Regions from separate parts of the Zea mays genome. Here region 2 is linked to region 1. The links are chromatin contacts, called in public Hi-C maps. All regions are on one chromosome and are shown on one strand. Each heading gives the region's core, a stretch centred on a gene start, on an enhancer-like site or on the middle of the called end of the contact. The rest is flanking DNA. Distances are from core to core; before and after follow the strand shown. Region 1 holds the start of LOC103643732 (B3 domain-containing protein Os03g0619800). Region 2 holds the start of LOC100191877 (N-acetyl-gamma-glutamyl-phosphate reductase).

Evidence for each region. Hi-C and Micro-C count contacts between places; a contact is called where the count stands out from the background.
Region 2: a Hi-C map of ear shows a contact between it and region 1, with 2.4 times the contacts expected there. The contact joins the promoter of LOC100191877 here to the promoter of LOC103643732 in region 1. A contact is called at or near these places in 2 of 25 Hi-C or Micro-C datasets (ear and tassel).

Annotation. Positions count from the first base shown.
Region 1 is chr1:260,939,132-260,944,694 of Zm-B73-REFERENCE-NAM-5.0, forward strand. LOC103643732 (B3 domain-containing protein Os03g0619800) reads right to left here and starts at 3,707. Exons shown (of 7, transcript XM_008666908.4): 1 at 3,446-3,707; 2 at 2,813-2,898; 3 at 2,018-2,445; 4 at 1,757-1,932; 5 at 1,253-1,607; 6 at 945-1,177; 7 at 1-507. The coding sequence starts at 3,448. The coding sequence ends at 256.
Region 2 is chr1:261,123,129-261,128,726 of Zm-B73-REFERENCE-NAM-5.0, forward strand. It overlaps LOC100191877 (N-acetyl-gamma-glutamyl-phosphate reductase), which reads left to right and starts at 3,463. Exons shown (of 14, transcript NM_001137301.2): 1 at 3,463-3,756; 2 at 4,059-4,121; 3 at 4,221-4,361; 4 at 4,461-4,568; 5 at 4,739-4,825; 6 at 5,173-5,223; 7 at 5,301-5,372. The coding sequence starts at 3,697.

The sequences.
Region 1 (5,563 bases), core at 2,457-4,956:
GAGACTATATTGAGAACACAGACTAGATGTTCGATGACAAACAATAGTCATCACTTTTAATTCAGATGAAACTTTAAGAAGGGTGTTAAGTACAACATAAGCAAAAGCAAGGCGGCACGATAGCTACCAACAGATGTTACAGATTGGTCTCTAATCCTTCGAGAGATCAGCCACACGACTGTCAAAATAGAACAAGTACAATAAGCCCAGGGTACCAGCCGAAAGAACAGGAGCCACACTTTGGTATAGTGCAAACTAAAACTTCTCCCTGCGAATGATGTGGACTGCCATGGTAAGCTTACTGTCTTTCTTCTTCAGTTCGAATAGACAGATGTCACCCACACGCAGGCCATTGCCGCGAGCAAAATTGGGCCAACCTCCATTCAGAAACCACCTTCTACCATTATGAAACATCAATTTTGCCTTCCATGTCGTCCCCCCGCACTGGAGCAATATGGTTTGCCCTTTAGTTGGGAGATATACCGAACCATATCGTGAACCTAATTCCTGATGCATTAAGATCAGTAGTTAGCAACACACTACGAGCTGATTTGGTGACCGGGGATCCCGAGGGGAAGAAATCCTCTTGCTATTCAAAATTGAATTGCGAGGGGATTCCTCCCCCATGGATCCTTTAGGGATCCCTAATCACCAAATTAGCCCTACAGGGTAGTTCAAAAACTCTCCGAATAATCTAGAAAACTTCTAGGGGTTATAATGGTGGATTGTATTCGTAATTTTGTATGTTGATGGTTATAGAGAAAATATTACATTTTGATGATTTGATAGCAAAGAGTTTGTTCATATGAAGGCAGGTGAATCGGTGAGTTCTCAGGTGACAAAAGGATGGCCACTTAAACGAAATAAGGTTAAGGTGATAGAGAAGCAACCTTGAGGGTAAAAATTAACAATTCAAGACCAAACAGAAAACGATTTGAGCTTACTAGCATCCAACGTTGAGCGACACCAACATTGTTGTTCTTCATTACTGCCACACAAATGGGAATTTCAGATCGGATAGCTCGCACTCGCTCCTCAACCATTCTCTTTTGGGATTCAGATAGAGGACTCTTGCATGGTACAAAGTATGGAGGCTCAAATTGATCATCAGAGTCTCCTCTCGAGAGAGATTCATGAGGAATTTCTCGCATATCACTTTCTGAAGAAACATGTTCCCCTGCAGACGGTTTTAGACAACAAGAAAAGAAATAATATAGATACTCAATAGTTTTTTAATGTTTTGCACTAATACCAGTGGTTGGTTCCTCCTCAACATGGATTTCTGAAGCCACACCAGATGCACCAGGGCATGGGCCACCCATTTGAAAGCCAGCCTCACCTCTAGAAGAATGAGTTGTTTCATGAAGAACATAGACCATAAACGTGCATCTTATCTCATCTTTTGTCGGTAAAAGGAGGCATATATCTCCCTCCTGCACATGATTGTCGCAGACAAAGTCTAGCCACTGTCCCGTAAGCATGCAGGTTCTGCTTACATCTCTTCTGTAGAATTTGGGATGCCACTTCTTGCTCTTGTCAGGCATCTCAAGAGTGACATTTGTGCTTTTATCTGGGAAATGTGCATTTGCATATTCCTTGTTAATTCCCTAACAGCAAGCAAATGGAACATGATGCTGAGAAGATTCATGACAAATAGAATCTTATAGGTAAATTTCCCATACACTGGCGCTATTATCTACAAACAGTCAATGATGAGGTAAATGAGTTGTTTATTCCATAGGGGTAGTGGAGTTACCAGAAAAGGACCCGGAGGTCGCACATTGCCCCTCCGCATTATTGATATAAAAACTGTGAATTCAGGTTGAATTTCCTGAATAAGCTCCATTACTCTCTTCTTTTGTGCTTTAGATAGATAACATTTATATGCCAAAACATATTCCAAAAATACATTTTCAGAGAAAATGTCTTCTCCTGTACAAAATTACCCAACAGAGTTTAATAACAAGTGATGTTTGATTTAAGGTAAATATTCAAGCAACTTGAATAAGGTTGTAACCTGAGTTCTCATATGATGAGGGCGCCATAGCCATCTTCACAGTTATCCCCTCGCGACAGGAGCTAGCCTTTTGACACTCCGTGAATCTTTCACTGCTTGCAGCTGCTTCTATGGTATCATGTTCAGAAATACTTGAAGTCTTAATGGGATCTACACTTATTTCTTGAACACTTGGGATGCTTTCTATGCCAGGGTAGGAAAATAATTCCTCACAGTCATCACTGGGTGAATATGGCCCTGTTACTGACTCCACCCTCTTAGTAGTACGCTGATGTACTAGAGGACCAAAATGAGCATGACTTAGTGGGCTTTCACTTGACACCTGTTCTAGAGATGCGACGCAAGTAACTTCACCACGCCTTTGTAGGCATTCATAACAGAACCATTCTAGCAACGTTGCATCGAAAACAACTTTGTCCAAACAGTACCTACGCAATGACGAATCATAATAAACTCTAATAACATAGCTACAGTAGAGATTACAGAGGGTACTTGAGTTTTCCATTTAGGTATTATATATATATATATGATTTGCAAATATCCATTTATAATTCAATAGAATGTGAAGATAGATAGATTCCTGTAGTTCGTCTATTGACTTTCGAATTGATTGGAAAAAGATATTATAATGATGTAAAACACTGGTATATAAATAAACCTACCCTCTAAGGTGATACCATGGTTTGTCATATACTATAAGGAAAAAATGTCTAAACCCATTAATAAGCAGAACATAAAATCGAATCTATGTAGTAAAATGAAAGCATAGTAAATTAGCGTAAAAGGAAGACATACTGGTGCACAGCATAACGCTTACAGTCTCCGCAACATAGCAGAAGTTGTCTGTAACCAATATCTCCACATACTTCACACACAATGTTCTGCACAAACACCAAAAAGTTTATTTGCTGCCATGATCAAATTATCAATAATCATGCCAGTATCTCACTATGTATCTCAAATAATCAAATTGTTCCAGCGAAATCGCCATCTTTGATGAAAAGACTATCTATCCAGGTGGGTGTCACATCACATCAGCTGATTACTCAAGGAGTGTTAGACCGCCTACAAACAACTGAGCAGTAGAAGGTTCATTCATACATTAGCCAGCAATTGCCGCATCGACGGGAGGAATCGATACCATTTGATCAATATCCGAGTCGAATCGCCCGAACGCGAATCGCATCGCACCCAGATTTAGGACAGGATGAGCACCAGACCCGGAGCCCAGAGGGAACAATAACACCCTTGATTATATACTGTATTAATTAATTAATCTTTCCTCATTGCGAGACGGGAGCAATGCAGACGAAGCCGGTGCCCCGGCCAAGAAACCACATTTTTGTGGTCGCATTACATTTTGCCAACCGGGAAGTAGTAGCACAGGGAAATCGCAACTTCGCATTACATCAAGCATGCAATACATACCATATTCACCGGATGGTCACCACCACCTTAGCCACGCCAAGAAACGATATATAAGGAAGCGCCTGCGCGGGCCTCGGCGGCTCAGACCGATCCCGGTACCGTAATCTTCAGGAGGCCGCCGGGGTTTCAGCCGGTCGGAGGGCCGCCCGCGCTTGTGCAAGGGCTTGACGAACGAACGCAAGTAAGGAATATAGGCGGCGGGAGCGGAGGGGCGGAGGAGCTGCGGCGCGCCGTTGGATTCTACTTTGGACGACCCACCCGCAAAAAAAAATCTTTGCATCCAGGATGCTAAAAACACTTTTATCCAAGAAAAACAAATTACAAAATAATTAAGTTGCAAATTTTGATCTATTTTTTTTGGATCTTCTAGTTAGATGTGAAAGACGGTAAAAAAGAACATTTGCATCCAAGATGTACATATTTTTTCCCACCCACCTGGGTCACCCCATCACCACCAGGACACCAGGAGTCCAGGACAGAGAGTCCAAGACCGATTAACAGTGTGATAAGTAGGGTAGACTGTCTCTCGTTTCGGCATCGGGTTCAGGTAAGAATGGAACCCACCGAATGCCTCGTCCAAGCCCGATTTTGCATCCTCTAGATATTTTTTATTAATTTTTAAAAGAAAAGAAAAGGAGAAGGCAGAGACAACATGTGACAATGGGTTGAGTAAACTATCTCCAGCAGACCTTATACAGACTTACAAATCATTTCACTATTTTATATTGTAGTATAACTGTTTATAAAGTGAAGTTTGAAATAGCGATGAGATGAAAGGTGCGATAAAGAGTCTCATGGAAATAGCTAAATGAGGCACAGTTTTAAAACTAAGAGCTATGCAAGAGCTAAAAGTCGTTTACTTCAATAGTTTTGGCTTTTAAAAAACCAATGTCAACTTTTCTCGACAAATAGACCCCATCTGTCAACCACTTATTCTTACTCCTGATGGATCCCCAATCAAGGTCATGCTCTCTTGCGATGGTGGAGACACACTCACCCACATGGCGGCCAAGGTCGTGCTCAACCACGATAGTGGACCAGCGCTCACCCACGTGGCGTCCAATGTCCTACGCAGTAGCTAGAACCATGCTCGAAGAGATGGCCTTGCCTCCGGAAGTCTAGAGAAGGGGTCGCTGGAGCTGAGCGGGGGAGAGGAAGGAGCATCGTCATCAACCAGAAACACCATACAGAACGAGAAAGGGGTCACAATCTCACATACGAGAAGAGGTCAGAGATGGAAAAAAGAAAAAATGAAATAGTATATTCATAACTAGTGGCAGATGGATATTTTTAAAGGTTCCCACCTTCATAGCATGTAAAAGTAGCGGGTGGGTTGCTTTTAGTTTTGCACTATAGCAAAAGCAAATGACTTTTAGCCCTTTGGTTGGCTTTTGACTTTTGCAAAAGCAAAAGCGAGTTCAAAAGCCCAACCAAAGGACCCTAGAGTGTTATATCTAGTTGTTAATTCTATACCAAAAAATTTGAACCCATGTCAGAAATCTAGGGACATGTTAAAGTCATATTTTGATTTTGACAATTGAGATAACTAATTGACTAATCTTTACCTTATTGTTTTGATTGAAATAAGTTAAGTCCATACCAAGGTTGACCAAGATGGCAACTCATGGAGAAGATTAGATGTGGTCAAATATGATGATCAAGTGCTTAATTCTTGGAAAAAGAAGAAAGAGAAAAAACAAGACCCTATGGACTCAAGGCAAAGGTATAAAATAGGATGCTTGTTTTGTCGGTCAAGATACAATAAAATGTGTGATTGGGTTTACTTGGGTTCTCTAATTAGTAGATTCAGTCATCTGGTACCATTAGGTGTTCGAACTAATGTGCATTTAGGCCCAGTGACACACATCAGAGAGCAAGAAAAAATTATGAAAATACTTTAAAACCTTTAATCTTGTCTATCATTCTTAGCAAAAGATTTGAGAGTTGGCACGCTTGCAAGGAGACGAAGACATGCTAACGATGTTGTTGTTTAGCAAGCATCTGATGTGTTAGCCTATAGACAAACGCCTTGGAGTTTTTAGCCAAGCATAGTTGAGTCTGGTGTGCACTAGACGTGTAGCACTAGACAACTATAGTGGTAGCCTGGATGAGCGTGGT
Region 2 (5,598 bases), core at 2,213-4,712, 180 kb after region 1:
CAATCGGAAAGGCAGTAGTCGCATGCGGTCATGAAGTCCCGCATGGCACTGGGGTTACCGAGTTCGGAGAAATCCCAACAAAAGTCGGGCTCGTCATCTTCCTCGGAACCCGAGGGTCCGTAGGTCGAGACGGCCGTCAGCCGGTCCCAGGGTGACCGCATACCGTACCCCGGAGGGTTTGGACATGCCTCTATGAAGGCTTCCACCGAAGCGAAGTCGCTTGGTGGGTCGATGCTGAATCCAAAAGGCACGAGATGGGAATCGGTCGGTACCTCTTGGTCGACGGGCGGTGACGAAGTCGCGTCAGGGGCAGACTGCACCGTCGTCTCAGGTACGAGGGTGACGCCCAGCAAGTCCCTTGCGAGCATGCTAGCGTCGTCCGTCCGCTTGGAGTTGGCGTGTTGCGGGGAAACGGTGCTCGTCTTCGTCTCAGACGCGAGGTCGACGCCCGACGTGTCCCCCGTTGGGGCGCCGGCGCCGTCGACTCGCTCGACAGCCGACGAGGTGCCGCCTCCTGCTTGGCCTTGGTTGCCCCGCCTCCTCCTCCGTCGGCGGGTGAGGCGACGGGACAAACCCGAATGTTGTTCTTCCGCCATGTGGGGGAAGACGTCGTTGATTCCGCCACCGGCGGGCGGGTTGTCGGCCGCCATTGTCGCTGTCGCGCGGCGGAGGAAGGAGTATCATGTCGTAGCTGTCGTCGAGGGACATGAACTCAAGACTCCCGAAACGGAGCATCGTCCCGGGCCGGAAAGGTTGTTGGAAACTACCCATCTGGAGCTTGACGGGAAGCTGTTCGTCAACACGCAGCAGGCCCCTACCTGGCGCGCCAACTGTCGGCGTTTCGACCCCGGGGGGTCCCTGGACCGACGAGTAAATTGTCGTCGCGTGCCCCAGCCCAGATGGGTCGGCGCGATACGGAGCACGAAGGGGGGAAACCAGAGGGAGACAGGCGTAAAGGGGAAACCCGCGACCTTTGTGTTGTCCCGCGCCCAGGTCGGGTGCGCTTGCAGTAGGGGGTTACAAGCGTCCGCGTGGGAGGGGGCGAGAGGCCTGTACGCGCCATCCTGTTCTCCCGCGCGGCCAACCTTCTCGTAAGAGAGCCCTGGACCTTCCTTTTATAGGCGTAAGGAGAGGGTCCAGGTGTACAATGGGGGGGGGGTGTAGCAGTGTGCTAATGTGTCTAGCAGAGAGGAGCTAGCGCCCTAAGTACATGCCTTCGTGGCAGCCGGAGAGGTCTTGACACCTTGTTCATGTGATGTCGTGTCCGTCGAAGGAGCGCTGGAGCCTTGAGGAAGGACAACTGTTGGGGCTGTCGAGTCCTTGCTGACGTCTCCTTGCTTCCGTAAGGGGCTGAGAGCCGCCGTCGTCACGGAGCACGCGGGGCGCCATCATTATTTGTTTACCGAGGCGAGCCAGATGGGACGCCGGTCTTGTTCCCCGTAGCCTGAGCTAGCTAGGGGTAGGGTAATGATGGCCCCTCTTGTGACGTGGTCGGTCCGAGCCCTAGGTCGGGCGAGGTGGAGGCTCCTCTGAGGTCGAGGTCGAGTCTGTCTTCCGAGGTCGAGGTCGAGTCCGAGCTCCGGGTCGGGCGAGGCGGAGACTGTCGTCCGAGGCCAAGGCTGAGTCCAAGCCCTGGGGTCGGGCGAGGCGGAGTTCGTCGTCTTCCGGGACCGAGCCCGAGTCCGAGCCCTAGGGTCGAGCGAGGAGGAGTTCGTCGTCTTCCGGGGCCGAGCCCGAGTCCGAGCCCTGGGGTCGGGTGAGGCGGAGTTCGTCGTCTTCCGGAGCCGAGGCCGAGTCTGAGCCCTGGGGTCGGGCGAGGCGGAGTTCGTCGTCTTCCGGAGCCGAGGCCGAGTCCAAGCCCTGGGGTCGGGCGAGGCGGAGTTTCCTATGGCGCCCGAGGCCGGACTTAGCTGCTGTCAGCCTCACTCTGTCGAGTGGCACAGCAGTCAGAGCGACGCAGGCGGCGCTGTCTTCTTGTCAGGCCGGTCAGTGGAGCGGCGAAGTGACTGCGGTCACTTCGGCTCTGTCGACTGAAGGGCGCGCGTCAGGATAAGGTGTCAAGCCATCCTTGCATTAAATGCTCCTGCGATATGGTCGGTCGGTGTGGCGATCCGGCCAAGGTTGCTTCTCGGCGAAGACTGGGCCTCGGGCGAGCCGAAGGTGTGTCCGTTGCTTGAGGGGGCCCTCAGGCGAGACGTGAATCCTCCGGGGTCGGCTGCCCTTGCCCGAGGCTGGGCTCGGGCGAGGCGATGTCGTGTCCCTTGAGTGGACCGAGCCTTGACTTAATCGCACCCATCAGGCCTTCGCAGCTTTGTGCTGATAGGGGGTTACCAGCTGAGATTAGGAGTCTTGGAGGTATCCCTAATTATGGTCCCCGACATGATTTTTATGCAAAGTGTGTAGGTCTATTCTCATCTCTCACTTCTCGTCTAACAATAGATCCAGTATGTTATTATACAACAGATAAGCTATGAAAAACCAATTAAGTTCAACGTGATAGAAAACTACACGTGGTGTAATGCTCTTACATAATACAACTTCGCTAGTTGAAGTAGGACGAGCAACTGAGTGAGCTATAAAAAATAGAGACATGTTTTTGTAAACTCATATATTTCTCGTCCTTTTAGTTAAGATAATTGTAATATTTGTTTTTATTAATTTAATATCTGATATTCATTTTAATATTAAATTTATTTTTATATGCATCAGATATGGTTATGTGGCGTTTCAGCGCACGGTCATTATCTTAGTCGCATAAAACTTAAAAATAACGACTACTTTAAAAAAAATTGAGCAGCTCGAAGAAAAACTTCTGTCCATATAGTCTTGAAAAACTCTATTTTAGACCGTGTTTCCATGTATATGATGTTGTGTTCTGGAGTACTCGAAGTGATTGAAAATATTTATTTACAGTTCTAGTTCAGTTTGGTAATGTCACAATAAAAAAAGACTGATAAAATTAGGTATCCTGTGCTTACCAAAGGAGAAAATGAGGAGGTGTTTGTTCTTTCGACTGAAATTTAGTTAGTGTCATATTATATTTTTCTAGTCTTTATCTTTGTAATTAATTTTATAATTAAACTATATTTAATATATATATATTTATTATTTAAACGTCTAATATAACGTGGATGAAAGTTTAGTTGGGTCCAGACACCCTATAAGAGAGGAATCTTAGACATAGAGACGCAAAATGTTTTGTTTAATAGGTCCGTCCGTTTATAAATATATGATACCATTATTTAAAAAAAATTTGATCACTCGTTTTATTTAAAAGAATAGTGACTTATCATTTTTTTATTTGTTTTATCACTTAAAGTTTGTGTTTAACTTAAATTTTTGCATTTTTAATAAATATTATGAATAAAATGAGTGATTAAAGTTTTCAAAAAAAGGTTAATGGAGTCATATATCTATGAACAGGTAATACTCTTTAGGAAGAAGTACTTGAAAAACAAAACTCGAACAAAAAGAAAAAAAGAAAGAAAAACGGTCCACCACACCTTGTATGTGCCCTCCGGCGGGCGGGTCAGAGCTCGCAACTCGCACCAGCACAGCAGCACCGGCAGCACCACCAACCCCAGGGCAGCCGCGCCGCCAGCCACGACAAGCTTAGCAGCCCCTCGCACTCGCTAGGGTATTTATTGGTACAATCGGGTGATCTGCGTGCCGCATCGCGCCGGGACACGGGAGACAATGGCGTTCACGACGCTCGGCGGCTGTGGGGCGCAGGCTTCAGTGCGGTTGGCTCCCCAGGTCAGTGACGGCGATGCTTTTCCACACTAGAGTAGGTAGAGTTGTGTCGTTGAACCCGCGGCTGGGAGCGGGCCAGTCGAGGGTAGATTTGCCCCGCCCGCTGCCGCCGCTCCCCTCATGCCTCGCCTCCCTACCGCACACACGGCCTAGCTTCCCAGCTCGTTCGTTGCCAGGCGCCGGCCAGCCGCAGGCGGCCAGGCTCCGACGATAAATTACATGTGATCTTGTTCGCAGTTCGTGCATATGTGCCTATACGGACCTGACAGTGCGAAGCACTCAAATACCTTTTTTTCCCTGTGCAGAATGGAATCCTTGGATCTAATTCGAAGCCATTCGCGGGCATCATACTCAAGAAACCTCAGCAGGTGAATTAACTTTGCGTTTTCTTTCCCAATAGTAAGATTCTGTGTTGTATATGAACTATGAAGTGCTCATGAAATTCAGAAAATGGTACCCTGCTTTAGGTTGGATCCCTGCCCCTCCGTGCAAGGGGATCCATTTTTTCTTCACCACGCAGGCTTTTCTCCCCTAAGGCAGCAGCCCCTAAATCAGGGGATTCCATACGCATTGCAGTGCTAGGGGCCAGCGGTTATACTGGAGCTGAGGTTGTCCCATCATTCTGATCTCATTTGTATGAGGATTTTTGTCCTCGGTTCTTTTTTGTTTTTGCTAATGTGTTTGCTATACTGTGTTTTTGTTAACAGATTGTTCGGATTCTAGCGAACCACCCTCAGTTTCATATAAAAGTGATGACTGCAGATAGAAAAGCTGGCGAGCAATTTGGATCAGTATTTCCTCACTTGATAACACAGGTGGGAACTTATCTTCTCTCCTCACAATGATCTTAGCCTAGTTATATCAAGAAACAACTAAACCTCTGTGCTGTACTGCATTTCTTTGTACTAGAGTTATCAATCACAACTTTATTTGTTATGTTTATCAAAAATATAAAATTGTTAATTGATTTTCTTCTGATTTGCAGGACCTGCCGAGACTGGTCGCAATAAAAGACGCTGACTTTTCAGATGTTGATGCTGTTTTTTGCTGCTTGCCACATGGTACAACCCAGGTTTGTTTATCGCTATTATGTTTTTACCTTGAATTCTCCATACCTCTTACTAAATTTGTTAGTACAATTGTTATGAACATAGATGCACTCGCAAGATAGTCCTGGTACTTGACCTCCCGTAGGAGGCCCTAGGAGTAAACCAGATCTATTCTTCTTGCTTACCTGCTAATGACCTCCACCTCTCATTATATATAGAGGTGGCTAACCTAACCCTAATGACCTAGCTTATGGGCTTAAGGCCCATAACAGCCCGCAACAACAATACTATCTTAGACTCTGTTGTGCAACATGTGAAGCACTAGATTTTAATACATTAGAACGCACTACCTAATTATATATTTTTTCAGGAAATTATCAAAAGCTTACCCCGACACTTAAAGATTGTTGATCTCTCAGCGGTATGCTCTGCAGTCTGCACACACTCTATTTACTTCTCTAAGTACGATCTCAGTTGTTGAAAAACTATTGCTTACAGGACTTCCGACTACGCGACATCAATGAGTATGCTGAGTGGTATGGACATTCCCACAGGGCACCGGAACTTCAGGTTTCGTACTACTCCCTCCATTTCAAAATGTAGGGCATATTAGGACTTAAAAAGTCAAACATTTTAAAATTTGACCATCAATTAGCCAAAATTTCTGTATAATTCATCCATAGGTTCATATTCTGCCTGTGTGTTAGTAAGAATATAGAATGTTGATTTGTAGTAATTGGTTATATTATTAGAGCTGAAAGACCTTTTTAAATACTAATGCGCCTTATAAAAAAAT